Regions from separate parts of the Anas platyrhynchos genome. Here region 1 is linked to region 2. The links are chromatin contacts, called in public Hi-C maps. All regions are on one chromosome and are shown on one strand. The core of a region is the stretch at or near the end of the contact, and the rest is flanking DNA. Distances in the headings are between cores, read along the strand shown.

Region 1 (5,542 bases), core at 2,592-5,091, 120 kb before region 2:
TCAATGAAACAATCTGGATCTAAGCCATCTTGAAAAAAGGGAACCTCTCTGTTCCCTGCAACTGCCTTTTCCTGGAGCATAAGTAGACAATTTATCTCAAGGGGACAGCTGAGCCCTGCTACCACCTATTTCACCTGGGGAAATTGAATCTAATTTTAAGTTCTTACACACTAATTTAAAGAAAAAAACAAATAAGCAAAGCGAGGAAGAGATAGATTAATGACCCGCCTGTCTGCTCTTTACGTATCTAAGTTTGAGCACATACACATTACCATGGTTCTATTAAATTTACTTTATTAAGTTTAGCTCACTTCTTGGATGGCCACATAGAAAGATCCCCTTTTCCTAGGCAGCAGAGAACAGGAGGTTGGAAATGCACTGTAATCACTCAGAAAGGCAGAAAAGCAGACGAGTGAACAGCTGCAAGGATTTGGGGTAGAAGAACATGGTGGGATCCTAAGCATAGGAAAAAGGAGTTTTAACTCACTGTGCAGGGCAACTGGCAGAGAGGTGAGAACTTCAGATAGCGAGGCAACAACAAGCCACAGGAATGTCTGTGCTTACAAGGAAACAACAGAACAAGTACTAGAAATAGAATGGAGAAAACAACGAATTGGTTGAGATATATAATGTACATGTGAGATATCACTATGTATAGGAAGGAGACGCTTGTTTCCATAACAGAGCAACACAGTTGGTCAGTCTTTTGAATGCCCCATGCCTACCTCCAACATGCACAACATTTACTGTAGCCAGCTCTTCCAAAAGCTGGAAGTAAAACAACAGTGGCATTTGTGCTCTGCTTGTTACCAGCCCTACAATCTCCTTCTGGTTTGTCTCTCAATATGCCCAGTCCTCACTTCCATTTGTGCCACAGGCTGTACCCACTTCCCTCGCGCATCAATCCCACACCACACTCACCTCTGCTCCGAAGCTGGCTTTTTTATTTCTTTGCCTCCAGCTACAGGTACCACATCTTCCTTTCTACCTTCCAAGCCACGAAGTTCAGCTGCAATACAGGACCACTCTTCTCTTAAATCACAGGCCAGGTACTGTGGAACAGGAAAAGGTAGCCTTTAATTTTTACAGTCTCATGGTAGTTCTCCCTGTCACTCTCAAAACGAAAGGTTTTTCTGTTTCCTTTTCTCTTATTAGACTTGTGCTAAATCACTACGGGGAGGAGCAAGAGCTGGGATCCCACCTAAGAAGCTGAGTGAGTAAACCCATCAGAAAGAGACTAGTACTTCAGTCTACCTCTGGGTCTTGCCAAGCTGGTTGTTTTTATGGAAAAAAAAATAAGTGAGACCTTAACAAATAAAAATGAACCTGAAAATTACCCTGTGCTGCCTGGAAAGAACAGTAGAAATACAGAGGAAAAAGACAAATTTAGAAAACAGAAAAACTTTCCTCACCTGACTTGAAATTATCTAACAATCTGATAGATGGGAGAAGTTAAGAGATCTAAGGATATGTTCTTACCACACAGTTAACCCAGGCTGTTTGCTGATTTTTGTCTTAGGTACTTCAAGCTAAGGCTACCTGGCCAGGCTTGGTACCTGGCCAAAATGTGTGAGTGCGCCCACCCAGTGCAACACACCTGCTGCCCCGGCCTCCGCCAGTGCCAGGCGTTTTCTCCAGGGTTGTACTGGACTTCCAGCAGGGAAGGCAGCCAGCCGGTAGGGTAGCACAGGCTGTCATGTGGACAGGTTGGGCACCTTTGCCACATCTCAGCTCTTGTGGGCCAACCAAGCCGTGTGTGCAGGTCGGTGGCTCCATGCACTGCCTCAGCAGGGACTAAAATTTGGCCCTTCGTATCACAGAATCACTGAATACCCTGAGTTGGATGGGACCCACAGGCACCATCGAGTCCAACTCCTGGCTCCACACTGGACTACCTAAAAATCAAGCCATATGTCTGACAGAACTGTCCAAACGCTTCTTCAACTCCAGCTGACTCAGTGACTGGGGACAGTGCCTGACCACCCTCTGGGTGCAGCACCTTTCCCTAACCCCCAGCCTGACCCTCCCCTGTCCCAGATCCATGCCGTCCCCTCGGGTCCTGTCGCTGTCCCCAGAGAGCAGAGCTCGGCGCCTGCCCCTCTGCTCCCCTCCTGAGGCAGCCGCAGGCCGCCATGAGGGCTGGGCGCTGGCCCCTCCTGGCTGAGGCGCCGCCATTTCAGCGCCCTCCTCCGTCCCCAGCAGGTGTCACCCTGCCCCGCGCCACGGCCATGGCCGGCGGCTGCAGCCTGCCGAGCAAAGGGGCTAAGCAGGTGCCTGGGCATCGCAAGCGGGGAGATGGGGTGTTTATTTATGTATTTGTCCGTTTGTTTTTCCCCCAAGAGTTTCTGAACAGGAAAGGGAAAACGCACCGCATGCATGGTATTGAGATGAACGGCCCTTTCAGTCACAGTTTCCTAAGAGACTTAGCTAAAAGATGTGGATTCCTTCACACAGTCACAAGGGAGAATGAGAATGTCATGAAGAGAAATTAAAGAGAAATAAAATTATGAGTGTATTATCTGTTAGCTTTTTCTCTTCGCCACACGAAGCCACACTAGCCATCTCCCTAACAGCCAGGTTTTGCTCTGACAGGTTTGCATCTGTCTGAGGGAAAGGAAATAACGTGTTTGTGTTCATGTGAATGCACAGGGTCAGATCCTTTGGAGACTGACACCTGTGTTTGTCTTGCGAGTTCATTCCTGGGCAGGCAAGAGTGCTGCTGTAGTTTTCTTTGATGTGGTCAGAGCTGCTCCCTCCATGGCTGTGTTTCTTTTCCCCTAGCATAGGATTTTGTACCTTTCTCTTGCCTTCCTCATCTGTTCCTCGGGCGCTGTTCTTCTCTCTGACCCAGTTCTCTTTCCCTCCAGCACACAGCGTCACAACTCTTTACCTTGTCCCTGCTGCACTGCAATTCTCTGTATGCTGGAGGAGGATGTTATGTTTAAAACACTGATCCTTTCTGCTGGACAACCAAAATTCTCCCATTTCAAGGTGATGTGCCAACATCTGGGGCAAACAGCTTTCTCACAAAAGGGAAGGCGCAGCCGACCACTGCACACTGTGACTCCAGGGAGAAAGGAAATACACACCTGGACCAAGAGGGGCAATCTGAAATAACCCCCTCATGATCAGTAGACAGGAGGAGTTGGCAGGAACTGAGATGCCTCCGATTTTGCAGCGTTTGAACTCAACATCCAAACCGTAGCATCTTGCATAAGCCTCTGTTTTGTAAACAGCCTGTGGTGCTCGGCCAGCAAGCCGCAGCAGCGCTCAGAAGCTGTCTCTCGTGAAGCTGCACTGCTTCCTGATTTGCTCCATGCACGCTTCTAATGCCACCTGGAATGATGAAACTAAAGTCAATCCTTAAAGTTTCATACAGGCTTTGCTGCCTCTTCAAATGTACCTAACACCAAGCCAAATTGTTACATGGTGGGGGTAAGATTGTGCTACAAAAAGCGATGCTTTGGCATGAATTCAGACATCTTCATGCCAGGAAGGGCCATTATATAATGTCATCTGACCTCCTATATATACAGAACATTGCACTTAATTACTCAGTGTAGTACTAAGGGTACAGAGGGATCTAAATGAAAAATCTGAATCAGGGCCCTTCAACCTCTCTTCCTTTTTCTACGTTTATTTGACATTTCAAAACAACTTGGCTGCTTTTCAAGTGCTGTCAGAAGTGCTGTTTCCCTTTGAGGAGCCAGTAAGTTCTAATTTCAGGCAGCTCGTGAAGAGAAACCATCATTTCTCTTCCCAGCACAGGCCCAGCAACTACTGAGAAGAGACGTTAGCGATTGCATAAGCAGATACTGAAGAAATCCCAACCGGCAGAAGACTCCCAGGTCTTCATGCACAAGGGGAAGTCTGGGGGCAGAGGGCATAGGGAGAGGGCAGGATTCATGAGGAGGGAGGGCTGGATGCTGGCATGTTTTAGGACATAGAAGCCTCTGCTGCGCAACCCCTCCCAGAATAGGAATAACAAAAATATTTCCCTCCTTCTCCTTTTGAAAAAAAAAATCAAAGCATCTGATAAAACAAAGACACAACTTTTACAAAGTAAAAACGGTAACAATCGCACGCAGCAGGGACTCAGTTTAGCTCAGAGAATTCCCTCTCTTTCCCTGTTGTCTTGCAGATTAGGAAGGCACAGGATAAAGAGATCTTGTCAGGGATATTAATGGAGCTCTCCTGCCGAGATAGCGTACATAAGCTCCGGTCCCAGCCTCCCTGTTGCCATGAAGCAGCCAGCTCCGGAGATGTGTTTCCAAACAAGTTGATAGAGGCTATCTCTGGGAGGGTGAGGACAGAGCAGGGTACAAATGTCCTACCCGGCTGCGTGACCCACGAGTGCCCTCACTCACGGCTACCCCATTAACGCTTCTGCCTGGGATTTTATTTTGTGGAGTGATTTGTTCTGAAATAAAGACCTGACGGATATACAAGCAGCAGAATGGGCTTCCTCTCTACAAGCACTTTCCCACTCCACTTTGTTTTCTCTTGTTTCTTCAGGGTTTTGTCTTTAACGGGCCATTTCTTATTCTCAATACTTGACATCTCTGGCAGGTGCTAGGTCCATTCTTCCTCTCTGGCAGTTTTAGGGCAAGAATTGCTTTTGTTTTGGAGGAGAGGAAAGTGAGAGAAAGAAAACGAGGAAGATAAACAAATAAATTCAGAAAGAGTTTTACAAAGACAGCATGGAGAAAAATTTCTCAGTTCCAGGTGAGAATATTTAGTGTGTTGTGGCAACATGTAGTGCCTGGCTATTATAGTATGCTGATATGACTGCTTCCTTTGTTTTGATCCTATTTATATTCTGGAAGATAGTAAGGCCAGCTAGTGATGTAGTAGTTGATGATTATTAGCAATGACATCTCTAAGAGCTAGTTAGACTAGAGTCATACTTAAAAATCGAATGTATAGGTCCAGCTGTAGAATTACAAAATGTAGAAAGTAATATAAGACACTAAAAATTTCCTTCTGATGTACTCTAGCATGGTTGTGAGAGCCATCTCCTTTCCTACCACACTCCCTGGATGCCTAGGGATAGAAACATGAACTATTATAGTAGGAGTTACAGAGCCAAAGCTCTCAGGCTAGGTCTGCAAGGGATCAAAATTCTCAGTTACACAGCATTACACTGGGGCTTCATCTACACTTTGGGAAAACATCTATGCCTGGGCCAAATGGAAAGGAACACCAGCAACCATCTTATTAAATTCTCTCTTCACCAAAACACGTGTGCATCTGTATATGGGAGTGGTCCTTGACCTAGAATATCTTCTGAATTGTGATTGGGAACTGCCTGGGAAGCGATAGTTGGCCAAAGTAAAAACTAACAGAGACAATTCTGACAAAGTAATTTATGACAATTCAGTTTATACTCAGAAACCTTCCTTGCCACTGTTTACACTTCTAGAGCGGACACTGTGTGAAACTATGTTTTCCCCACATTTCTGACCACTGTGATATTCCGTCTTCTAGCCTCTACATTATGTCCCTTTGACTATACTGCCAAGAGACTTAACTTTTCCATGAT
Region 2 (5,428 bases), core at 967-3,466:
TGCTGCACTGTGTCAGCCTAAAACTAGATAAACCCAGAGAAACACTGGGGCTGCTCATAAAGGGCCTGGTATATAAGCCCCTCTCGTCCCCCAGTACAATACAACACCAGTGATACGGAAGGCTAACCCAGGGAACTGCTCAGCAAACATGGCTCAGGAAATACTAACATCTGTGATGAGACACAAAGAGAAATTCTTACTGTCTCTCAGTAGCTGGGTTTGGACCTAAAGACATGTCAAGCTGCATATGGCCACCCAAAATTACAGACAGCATGGCACCCAGAGCACTCGCATGGTGCACAGGCTTCATTTTGTTTCCCTAACAACAGTTAGGGAAACACCTAACCTCTGTTGCACTGTACTCCAGAGGAGAAATAGGCAAGACCTAGAGCAAAGGGTTTCATTAATCCCTACTGTAACTTCAAGGGAATTAACTGGGATTTGACACAGGTGAATTTTATCTATCCACCTGCCTCAACAGAAACAGTCATTTCTTTATGCCGCTGAGGCAGCTAGGTTGAGAGCAAGGTGAAAAAGAGAAGTGCTAGTCCTTCTGCCAGTCCTACAAGACACAGGCAGAAACACAACATCCTTTGAGGTGGTGCTGCAATCCTGCACACCCTTGCACCGTGACAAGAGGCCTTCATCAGAGCCAGGCCTGTGGGCAGCTTCAGTCGCTTTGCGCAGGGGAAGCCGCTGAGGCGCAGTCAAGGGAGGCCCTTGAGCCTCTGGCAGGTGGCTCTGGGCCATCCAGCAAGGAGCAAACCCCGACCCCTTCCTGTCACCCCCTTCAGATCAGCGTTTAGTAGGAGGCTGAAGACAATTTTTTTTCCCTGAGATAAAATTTCTGGAATATTCTGTCCTCTACAGAGCTATTACTGCATGGCTGTAGGGCCTGCATCGTCTGTTCTTGATAGCGTTTTACTCAGAAAATTACATTTTTTCCACCATTTCAGAAAGCCCCAGGACCAAGATTTATACCCTGTCAGGTTCACTGTGATGCAAAGCTAAGAGGTTAAACATTAATGGCTTCATTTTGGGTTACATTTCCACCAGCCGGGGCTGAAGCTCTCTATTCCCTACACAACTCTTACACGGGGCCTATGTGCCAATGGTGAAGAAATGACCACACCAACGTGGTGATGAGAGCAGTCGGCTCTCAGCAGAACTTGACGTGATGGCTGCAGACCCCACAGCACTGAGAACAGCAGCTGTCACCGGGGCAAACAGCTGAAATAAAAGAGGAAGAAAGGCGGCTTGCAAATAACCACCCTTGCTGGTCCAAATGGCTCTTAATGCTCTTTGTATAAAGATGCACTGTTGTTAACATCTGCTTGAAGCTAATCTGAAGAGTTGTTTGCAAATAGCAAAGCTGGTAAGCACCTGCTGCGTTAGGAAAGATGAACTTTTGCGGGCATATAACGTGCTATTTTATTCCCAGCAGCTCGCACAAACGCCACCCTATACAGAAAAGAAATGAATGGACTTTGTGAAGGGCACTTTAGCTGAAATTGGATAGGACTATACACAAGCACTGCCAGATACCAGAACAGTTTAAGAGTCTGGTTCAGAAATATTCTAGAGCCTGAGGATCTAAGTGGTTTTAGAAAGGCGACTAAGAAAAGGAAACCACTTGCCTGTGACTTAGGTAGATAACGTGGAGGTTTATGAATTAATCAGGGTCAAAGCTAATCAGAGATGAAAGTTCCTGGAGCCACTCCTCTAATCTGGTTTTAAAACCGCCCTTTGCATCAGCACATTTGAGCACAGCGCAGATGCCATCTCCCTGGCATGCAGGGAATGCCAGAAGTGCAAAGCGTTTGCTGCATTTCCAGTTCACTCCTGTGCCTTCTGTGCCACTGTGAGGGCTTCCCCGAGCCACTCTTCTAGTACTGCTATAGAAGGAAAATATGCTTCTAATTGCCCAGATCCTTTTCCCTCTCTGCCCCTTCTCGAAAAGTAAACGAGGCACAAAACCACATCCAGATTTATTGATGTATTTAAAATCTATTTTGTTTGTGTTTTCACTAGGTAGTTCTCTTGGGTTCTGGGAGAGAGATCATCCACTCCTCACAATTAAATACCCTCAATTTCCTTCCGCTTTTGTTACTAGCTGTTCCAATACTTTTGTTGCCATTTGGGAAACTGCCCTTTGATACACTGCTCAGCAGCAGCATCTGAGCCTGAAGTCTACTGCATGGATTAGTGATGGCCTTCAACTTGCCACCTGAAGCAAAGAGATTGGTGGAGTGACCCACCATTCTGTGCTGTATGCTGAGTACCCAGATAATTCCTGCTGCTGCTTTTTTTTTTTTTTTTTTTTTTTTTTTCCTTTAATGCATCTTCGCAGCCTTTGCAGAATTTATTTGGTGTTAATTACAAAAGAGCATCAGCTGCTTCTGCTTCCAGGTGACACTTGCTCCTCAAACAGTGACTCTTTCTGGAAAATCACAGCACTGTACTGATGCATTCAGATGATACTGAAGCCATAAAGTGTCTTTCAGAGATGAGAAGTCCAAATTTTTATCTCAAGCCACAAGTTATTAGCCACTCCTGCCAGTACCACCATTAATCTACTCACACAGAGCATACATAGTTCACAGCTGCATGTTCACACTGCGGTGTGAAAGGTGAGTGCCATTTCTAGATAGCTGAGTATTTCAAAAAGCCCTGTGAATGCACTGTTCATAATTCTGGATAACCAGGACACAGTGAATACAGTTGCTATGGTTGCAGGCAACAGACAGGGAAGATCTCTACTGCACCTCAGGCAGCAGTAACTGATTGTGCCGTTAAATCCACTTACGTTCATTTTTCACTATAGTAATTCACCGTTGTGCTGACTCTGCTGCAGGTAATGTTACTGGTATGAGCACCAGCAGGAAGACAGGCACCACAGATCGAGGGTCCAGTGGGGAAGATGTCCCCAGTCTAAAATAATAACCTTTAATTATTAGGTATGCATGCAGAAATGCTCAAACGTATCCATGAAACAATGGCATGTCTCTAAGAGACATCAGCATCTGGTTCTGGTACATCTTGACAATAAATGGTAATCCATTCCTAAAGGGGATTCTTCTCCTTTGTTTACATTTGGTTAAAAACATTTAATAGCAGAGAACTCTTTACCTTAAGAGATCACGGATCCATTCAGGAACAATCAGACTGTGCTACTACATCAGCTTCACTGCTCACCTGAGTACCAGGAATTCAACAAATCTTCTTGTACAGTACAATTTTAATGCCACTAACGTGACAAACAATCTTGCAATGTATTTATCACTAACATACTCCATAAACAGCTCCTTCAAACGCAACAGTACCTAAATCCTCAACACCCGTGTGCCAAGAGAAGGGTTACATTAAGACATTAATTAATGATATTATCACCTCTCTGTGCTACTCCAGCTAGGGTCATACTGACTGAGAGGGGTGCATGCCATTAGGTACTCAAATGTGCCAAGTGTTTTTATTTAAATTATGTTGAAGAATAAAAAGCATGTGCAACTCAGCTCCTTTCCCACCACCAGTTTGGGACCACAGGCTAAAACTAGTCTACTTTTTAAAAAACAGCTACACTTTTCACTCCTGTGAGATGCATAAACTGGATGAATACTCTGATGTTTCAGTTTAGAGGGAAGCAGAAAGGGGTGGCGTCATAAAAAATTAATAAAACTCTCTGAGTCCTGCTAAGCAATATCTATTCCCAGTATTGATTACCAGGGATGCATTTTTAACAACCTGTATCTCTTAACAAAGGTGGCCAATAAGAGGAGCTGTGACTCTGTAAGCCCCTGTCATTTTTCCATTGTATCTGCCCCCCTAATAAATATGTATTAGTGCAATGCACGACACCTGTAGGTAGCTGAATTCATCAGAACCAATCTAATTTTTCACAAGGGTTCTTCTGAAACAGTGCTCTGCTGCAGAGATGCTGTCTAGATGAGCAGTTTTTGGAATCAGAGTGACACTTAGTGGCAGGATGGAAAAAGTGACTCTCAGTTTCTCAGATTCATTCTGTCTTTTCTATTAGTAGGGCACATAAAATTTTAATCAGCTCATTATCAGCATTTCCTGTTTGTGTGATAATATTATAGATGAGCATTACAATGCAAAACAAAACATGTACTTTTGATTATGCAAACTAATAGAATGATTGGTTTACTTACTTTATCAAGGCCCCTCACTCATAATTCATGTGCTGCTGTGATCTTCTGCAACTGAAAAGAAAAAAAAGAAAAAAGAATTTGAGAGATCAAAACAATACTGAATTTCATAAATAAATTACTTGAATGACCATAGCTTTGCACTTTGCTACAATCTGAATCTTTGCAGATTATTTGAACAGTCTGAAGAACAGCATTTTACATATTTTATACAGTTTAGCACCTTTCTTATGTGTAACTGACAGCTCGTGATCCTCCCAGTTATTTGTTGGACAGAACATTTTCTGTATGTTTCTGAATGCACATCGAGTTATGCTTTACTGAGTATGGTCTCTGAAAAGAAGGAGACATTTTCACTTTTGCGTATGGTAAGTGTTTGTGTATCACTTATCTTACGTAAGTATAATAAATTATGGAATCTTTACAGTTAAAGATATTTAACAATAGTCTTCACAAGCATTTTGTAGAAACATTTTAGGTGCGGGGGTTCTGCAGCAGAGTAGCAGTGTGGTCTATCAGCCTTTCTGGCCCTGTTTGCATTGCTGCAGGGAAGATTCACAGCGCTAAGTTCAGTGATGGTGCCAGACCTTCTGAGCCTGTGGCTGTCTGGAGTCACTGAAACCCACGGTTACCCTCGGACGTTAATAAGAGCTATCATAATAGAGTGTTCCTTGAAAAGCTGATTAAAAAATGATTCCCATCCGTCTGACACAGGGCCCTGTTGCATCCCACATGTCCCTGCGATCCGTTCTAAGCAGTGGGCCGTGCCTCTCTCCGCCACCTCCGCCGCCGCCGCCACCTGGACCTCCTCCCATCTTCGATGCAGAAACCACGAAGGATGAAGGAACAGCATCCCGCTCAGCCCTGTTTGCACAGCTTAACCAAGGAGAGGCAATTACCAAAGGTCAGGAGGAAAGAAAACAAACGGTGACCCTTGAGTCAAACTACATCAACAGCTGCTATATGTACTGCCCCAAATTGCACCAGCGTTTTTAAGTTACCTTTGGACAACTCAGATCTTTCTGAGGCTTGCACTGAGCCTGCATATCAAAACCTCCTTTAGAAGTAACAGCGCTCAAACTTGTTCAGCATTCCTGACATTCATACCATTTACTTAAAAGTCTCCGTATAATTTTAAGGCAACCAAGCTAGACATCTTCAATCCCCAGCAGCTGGTGAACCTCAGAGCTGCAATTGTGAGCAGAGCTTATTCTCATTTCTGATTCACAGTCAGTGCACCAACCTGTGTCAAAATGTGTTAC

The links. Hi-C and Micro-C count contacts between places; a contact is called where the count stands out from the background.
Region 1: a Hi-C map of skeletal muscle shows a contact between it and region 2, with 5 times the contacts expected there. The contact joins two enhancer-like sites. A contact is called at or near these places in 4 of 8 Hi-C or Micro-C datasets (F1 follicle, liver and skeletal muscle).

What each region holds. Positions count from the first base shown.
Region 1 is chr2:106,862,375-106,867,916 of IASCAAS_PekinDuck_T2T, reverse strand. STMND1 (stathmin domain containing 1) reads left to right here. Exons shown (of 6, transcript XM_072033965.1): 6 at 1-1,017. The coding sequence ends at 23. Among named protein-coding and RNA genes, the nearest start is that of STMND1, 11 kb to the left of the region's middle. Within about 2 kb of position 3,841, at least 1 of the 8 cell types and tissues checked has an H3K27ac peak or open chromatin away from gene starts, as enhancers often do.
Region 2 is chr2:106,743,464-106,748,891 of IASCAAS_PekinDuck_T2T, reverse strand. It overlaps CAP2 (cyclase associated actin cytoskeleton regulatory protein 2), which reads left to right. Exons shown (of 13, transcript XM_072033322.1): 8 at 4,881-5,070. Among named protein-coding and RNA genes, the nearest start is that of FAM8A1, 17 kb to the right of the region's middle. Within about 2 kb of position 2,216, at least 1 of the 8 cell types and tissues checked has an H3K27ac peak or open chromatin away from gene starts, as enhancers often do.